Regions from separate parts of the Muntiacus reevesi genome. Here region 2 is linked to region 1. Evidence: chromatin contacts called from public Hi-C data. All regions are on one chromosome and are shown on one strand. Each heading gives the region's core, a stretch centred on a gene start, on an enhancer-like site or on the middle of the called end of the contact. The rest is flanking DNA. Distances are from core to core; before and after follow the strand shown. Region 1 holds the start of FGGY (FGGY carbohydrate kinase domain containing). Region 2 holds the start of JUN (Jun proto-oncogene, AP-1 transcription factor subunit).

Region 1 (2,931 bases), core at 340-2,839:
ACAGTAACAATTAACACAGACTGAAAGAAGGTCCAGTCTCCACCCAGTAAACTTAACTTCACCCAGAAAGACACAGATCTCTACCCTCTGGGTTAGTTCCTTCTCCCAATACACATGTTTTGACTTCCAAATCCAGCAGTGAGGCTCCCTTCCCCTCAAAATCAATCTCCAGGCCTTCTTACCCTCTGGGTTCCTTCAATCATCCTTAATAAAGTGTTTTCTGAGCCTGCCACCAGGAAGTCCTCCTTACCTGATACCTCTAAGAGTCAGGCCAGTGGCCACCAGGTCAAAAACCAAAGACAGTACCTCATTAACAGGAGACTCCCAGAAGACCAGGAGGCAGCCAGAAGGCTGTAAGACCCAGCTGGCAGCTTAAGAAGTACAACTTCAGGATGCACATTTGGTGGATTATAAGGAAGAGGGGAAAAGCAAGCAAAATAGAACAGAACTCTACCCTCTATACACCAGCCACAATATAAAAGGCAGCCTGCCTTCTATCTCACTGCTCTGAGATTCAAAAGCATCATCACTTCCTCCCCCTAACACCGTATTTTAAAAATTAATCTAATGATGACTGCTTTTCAATATTTTGGAAATGACTCTTTAGAGGGGAAATCAGAGACTCTTTAGAGACAAATGTTAAGACATGAAAAGTGCTTTAGTGGAACATAGTCAAGGATTAGGGAAATTCACCATTTTGCATCTTGTTCTTAAAAAGAAAGGTCATTAATAAAAATGGAAAGATACTCCCAGGCCGTTTCTACCCAGGATAACTGTAGCCAAAGAGCATTATACCATCTAATCTAAACTGCACCTCAAATATTATCATAAGTTGCTGAAAGCGTTGAAAGCTTCAAGCAACACAGGTTTTAAAATGCCTTACAGTAGCCAGATTGAAATTAAAAGGCTCAAAAATGCCTAAGTGAAAGTCGCTCAGTCGTGTCCGACTCTTTGCGACCCCATGCACTATACAGTCCATGGAATTCTGCAGGCCAGAATACTGGAGTGGGTAGCCTTTCCCTTCTCCAGGGGATCTTTCCAACCCAGGGATCAAACCTCGGTCTCCCGCACTGCAGGCGGACTCTTTACCAGGAAATATCCTGAAATAAGGTGGTAGAGGGCCCTGGGTGGATGGGGGTAGAGAGAGCAAATTAACATAATTAACTGGATAGTGACTGCAGAGGACCAGACATCTCAGGCAGCATGGGGGAATACAGTAAAGGCCCACCCGTCTCTTGAGTGGCCGGACGCCTCACCCAGGAGTGAACACAAGGGACTCAACAAGATCTCGGAGGCCAAGGGCCCGGCTGGCGCTGGCGTTAAGGCTCAGGCGGTCAGAGGAGGAAGTGGAGCGGCGACTGCGGGAAAGGGGAGGGAGGCTTGGGCCAGATACGCTCTCTGGTTGGAGAACGTTGGCGCTGCAAGCCTGCGCTTCTGTTAAAGCCCCTGGTATACACGTGGGACTGAGAGGAGGGTCACTTACTTGTCCAATCTGAAATTACATTTTAGCTATCAGGGCTCTGCAGGTTGCCAAGCGGAGCACCACCGAGCCTGGACTGGGCGGTCCACCCGAGCAGCTGAGGCCCCGCCCCGCGCGCGGCCCCGCCCCCTCGGGGCCCTTGTAAAGCGTGCCGCGATTGGCCCTTTGAACCGGGCCGGGGATTGGCCCCCGCCTGCTCCTGCGGTCAAGCGGCCCCGGCGAGAGGTGCAAACCTCGGTCTCTAACAGGTTCTTCCACCCTCTCAGGGACTTTTAAGGCCTGAAGTGGGCGGTGTCCTCTCAGGCCGCGAGTTTTCTGCTCTGCAGGCTCTTCTAGCAGAATTTTTCCACGCAAACTCTCCGTAGCCGCTGGTGGGTATGTGTGTCCAGCGTGTATCCTGTAACTTTGCGTTTAAACAGTGCACCAGGACTCATGCAGACAGTTGCTAAAATAAAGTGGTGGTGGTTTAGTCGCTAAGTCGTGTTCGACTCTTGCGACCCCATGGACTGTGGCCTGCCAGACTCCTCTGTCCATGGGATTTTCCAAGGCAAGAATAGTGGAGTGGGTTGCCATTTCCTTCTCCAGGGCATCTTCCTGATCCAGGAATCGCACCTGGGTCTCCTGCATTACAGGCAGAGTCTTTACCGACTGAGCTAAGAGGGAAGCCCTTCAATTACTATTTATCAAATGTTTTTAGTTTGTGCCATATCCTATTCCTGATACTTTATTTAAATTTACTTATCTAATTTTGTGAGCAACCATCAGAAGAAGTGTCACAGTTTGTAAATCTACAAATGGGTCCCAGCCTCTAAGGAAATTACAGTCCGGTGGGTCCTGGATACACATATCTCATTTAATCTTCACTATCCTTACATTTCCAGTTAGCTCGGTCCTATTTGTCCCTAGTTTACAGATGCAGGGAATCCGAAACGTTTTTCAGCTTGTTTTGAAACACCCAGTAAGTAACAAGAGGGAAGATTCCACAAACTTAGCTTAAACCTGAGCCACGTATTTTGAAAAGTCAGGCTCCCAGGCTGATGGGACTGGCATTTGGAAGGAAATTTATCAAGCCTAAATTCTTTATTTTCCTAGAAAAGGAGACTGAGGCACAGTAAAAGGAAGTGGTTGTCCAAGGACACGCCGGCTCTGAGAGGTAAGCCTAGGTAATCACTGTGCTTTCCCTGAACTGGAGTGTGTGCCGTGTGTGTGATAGTCACTCCGCTCTCCTCATAACTACCCCAAATACATGTTCTTCTCTTGGTCTTACAGGGGAGGATACTGGCTCAGTGAGGCTGAGGCCGCGTGATTAGTTCCTAGGGCTCCTGGGTTGGGGTTGTCAGGAGGAAGTTCTTTTCTACCCTCCTTGGTTCTTCTGGCTAATCTAAGAATTAAATTTACAGATCTATGGGAGAAAACCAAATAAAAGTTTAATCACATGTGTACATGGGAAA
Region 2 (3,117 bases), core at 366-2,865, 530 kb after region 1:
AACACCCGGTTTCAAGCAATGCAAATCACTGGGCTTCCAGACAGAGCCAGACAGTCGCTATTGAACTTGACCAAGAGACAAACTTCAGCGCATTCTCAACATGGGGGGCCGGACTCTCACGAACTGTCCCCAGATTTAAAAGCCACTTTCACTCGCCCCCACAGGGGACTTAACAGAGCCACCTTAAGGGCGGTGCTCCCGCCCCCCGGAAGTGCGGGGGGGCCAGGGGCCCGGGAGCTCAACCGGCCCGGCCCGCCCCGCGCGGCGGCGAAGTGCTGGCGGGTGACATCGAGCCCCCAAGTGGGGAAATACCACCCGCCCCGCGCCCTCGGCTCCAGACAGCTGGCTCGGTTCACCCGGCCTCCTGGGTCCTAGCATCCCTGGCATTCCCGTCCGAGCCCTAAACTTCAGCCCACTTTCCTCAGAGGCTGGGAGCGAGCGTCCGAGTCCGCCCGGCTCGCGGCAGCCACCGTCACTAGACAGTCAAACCCCAAGACGTCAGCCCACAATGCACCGGGCGGGCCGGGAAAGACGCGCCGGGGAGGGAGGGGGAAGAGAGGGGCGCTAGTCGCTCGGAGGGGGGTTGGGGGGAAGGAGGAGAAAGAAGGGCCCAACTGTAGGAGGGCAACGGAGCATTACCTCATCCCGTGAGCCTCCGCGGGCCCAGAGAAGAATCTTCTAGGGTGGGGTCTCCATGGCGACGGGTGGGCCCGCCCCCCTGAGGGCGACGCGAGCCAATGGGAAGGCCTTGGGGTGACATCATGGGCTATTTTTAGGGGTTGACTGGTAGCAGATAAGTGTTGAGCTCCGGCTGGATAAGGGCTCAGAGTTGCACTGAGTGTGGCTGAAGCTGTGAGGCGGGAGTGGAGGTGCGCGGACGCAGGCAGGCAGACAGGCATAGTCAGTCGGGAAGGACTGCAAATCCTATTTTCCAATTTCTCTCCAACTGCCCGGAGCTAGCGCTTGTGGCTCCCGGCCTGGTGTTTGAGGAGCGCCGGGAGAGCCCCTACTCCAGCCGCCCCCAGGCGGAGAGCCCCGCTGCGCGGGCGCTGCTGACAGCGCGGAGAGCGGCCACTGTCCGCCCGGGGAAGTCCGGAGAGCGGCTGCAGCGGCAAGAACTTTCCCGGCCAGGAAGACAGGGGACAAGTGGCCGCCGGGTCCCGGAACGAACTTTTGCAAACCTTGCCTCCGCCCGAAGCTGCCGCGGCGGCGGTGAAGAAAAGGAGGCGGCGGAGAGAGGAGAACGTGCGCTCCGCTTCGCTCACACCGGTTGCTGAACTTGGGCGAGCGCTAGCCGCGGCTGCCGGGCGCCCCCTCCCCCTCGCAGCGGAGGAGGGGACAGTCTTCCGAGTCGGAGCGGTGGACACCCGCCGCCGGCCGGCCACCGCGGGATCCGCGCTCCCTGCTACCACCGGAAAGCGAGTTCGTCCGCGGGCTCTGAGGAACCGCTGCGCTCGAGAGAGCTCCGTGAGTGACCGCGACTTTTCAAAGCCGGGCGGCGCGCGCGAGCGGACAATTAAGAGCGCGGGTGGCGTCTTAACCCTGCGATCCCCCGGACCGAGCTGGTGAGGAGGGCGCCGGGGGGGCTGCCAGCCGGCGGGGGCGCGCGCTCTTCCAGAAACTTTCCTTGCTTACCGCCCGAAGAGGCGCGGGTGTCCCCCGCTTGCCAGCGCGCTGTTGCGGCCCCGAAACTTCTGCGCGCAGCCTGAACTAAGCCCACGCGAAGTGACGGACTGTTCTATGACTGCAAAGATGGAAACGACCTTCTACGACGATGCCCTCAACGCCTCGTTCCTCCAGTCTGAGAGCGGCGCCTACGGCTACAGTAACCCCAAGATTCTGAAGCAGAGCATGACCCTGAATCTGGCCGACCCGGTGGGCAGCCTGAAGCCGCACCTCCGGGCCAAGAACTCCGACCTCCTCACCTCGCCCGACGTGGGGCTTCTCAAGCTGGCCTCGCCCGAGCTGGAGCGCCTGATCATACAGTCCAGCAACGGGCATATCACCACCACGCCGACCCCCACCCAGTTCCTGTGCCCCAAGAACGTGACGGACGAGCAGGAGGGATTCGCCGAGGGCTTCGTGCGCGCCCTGGCCGAACTGCACAGCCAGAACACGCTGCCCAGCGTCACGTCGGCGGCGCAGCCGGTCAGCGGGGCGGGCCTCGTGGCCCCGGCGGTGGCCTCGGTGGCGGGTGGCAGCGGCAGCGGCGGCTTCAGCGCCAGCCTGCACAGCGAGCCGCCGGTCTACGCCAACCTCAGCAACTTCAACCCCGGCGCGCTGAGCAGCGGCGGCGGGGCGCCCTCCTACGGCGCGGCCGGCCTGGCCTTTCCCGCGCAGCCCCAGCAGCAGCAGCAGCAACCGCCGCAGCCGCCACACCACCTGCCCCAGCAGATCCCGGTGCAGCACCCGCGGCTGCAGGCCCTGAAGGAGGAGCCGCAGACGGTGCCCGAGATGCCCGGGGAAACGCCGCCCCTGTCCCCCATCGACATGGAGTCCCAGGAGCGGATCAAGGCGGAGAGGAAGCGCATGAGGAACCGCATCGCTGCCTCCAAGTGCCGGAAAAGGAAGCTGGAGAGGATCGCGCGGCTGGAGGAAAAAGTGAAAACCTTGAAAGCGCAGAACTCGGAGCTGGCGTCCACGGCCAATATGCTCAGGGAACAGGTGGCCCAGCTTAAACAGAAAGTCATGAACCACGTTAACAGCGGGTGCCAACTCATGCTAACGCAGCAGTTGCAAACGTTTTGAGGCGAGACTGTCGGGGGCTGAGGGGCAACGGAGAAAAAATATAAATAACACAGAGAGACAGATTTGAGAACTTGACAAGTTGCAAGAGAGAAACAGAGAAAAAAAAAAAAGTGTCCGAGGACTAAAGCCAAGGGTATCCAAGTTGGACTGGGTTGCGTCCTGACGGCGCCCCCAGTGTGCACGAGTGGGAAGGACTTGGCGCGCCCTCCCTTGGCAAGGAGCCAGGGAGCGGCCGCTCGCGGGCTGCCCCGCTTTGCGGAGGGGCTGTCCCCGCGCAAACAGAACGTTAGACTTTTCTTTAACATTGACCAAGAACTGCATGGACCTAACATTCGATCTCATTCAGTATTAAAGGGGTGGGGTGGGGGA

The links. A called contact is a pair of places that touch in the nucleus more often than the background predicts.
Region 2: a contact with region 1 is called in a Hi-C map of muscle, with 7 times the contacts expected there. The contact joins the promoter of JUN here to the promoter of FGGY in region 1. A contact is called at or near these places in 2 of 3 Hi-C or Micro-C datasets (blood and muscle).

The regions. Positions count from the first base shown.
Region 1 is chr1:145,859,090-145,862,020 of mMunRee1.1, forward strand. FGGY (FGGY carbohydrate kinase domain containing) reads right to left here and starts at 1,590. Exons shown (of 16, transcript XM_065912007.1): 1 at 1,484-1,590. LOC136164032 (a long non-coding RNA gene) reads left to right here and starts at 1,745. Exons shown (of 3, transcript XR_010662317.1): 1 at 1,745-1,851; 2 at 2,573-2,633.
Region 2 is chr1:146,389,572-146,392,688 of mMunRee1.1, forward strand. It overlaps JUN (Jun proto-oncogene, AP-1 transcription factor subunit), which reads left to right and starts at 1,616. Exons shown (of 1, transcript XM_065912073.1): 1 at 1,616-3,117. The coding sequence starts at 1,741. The coding sequence ends at 2,748.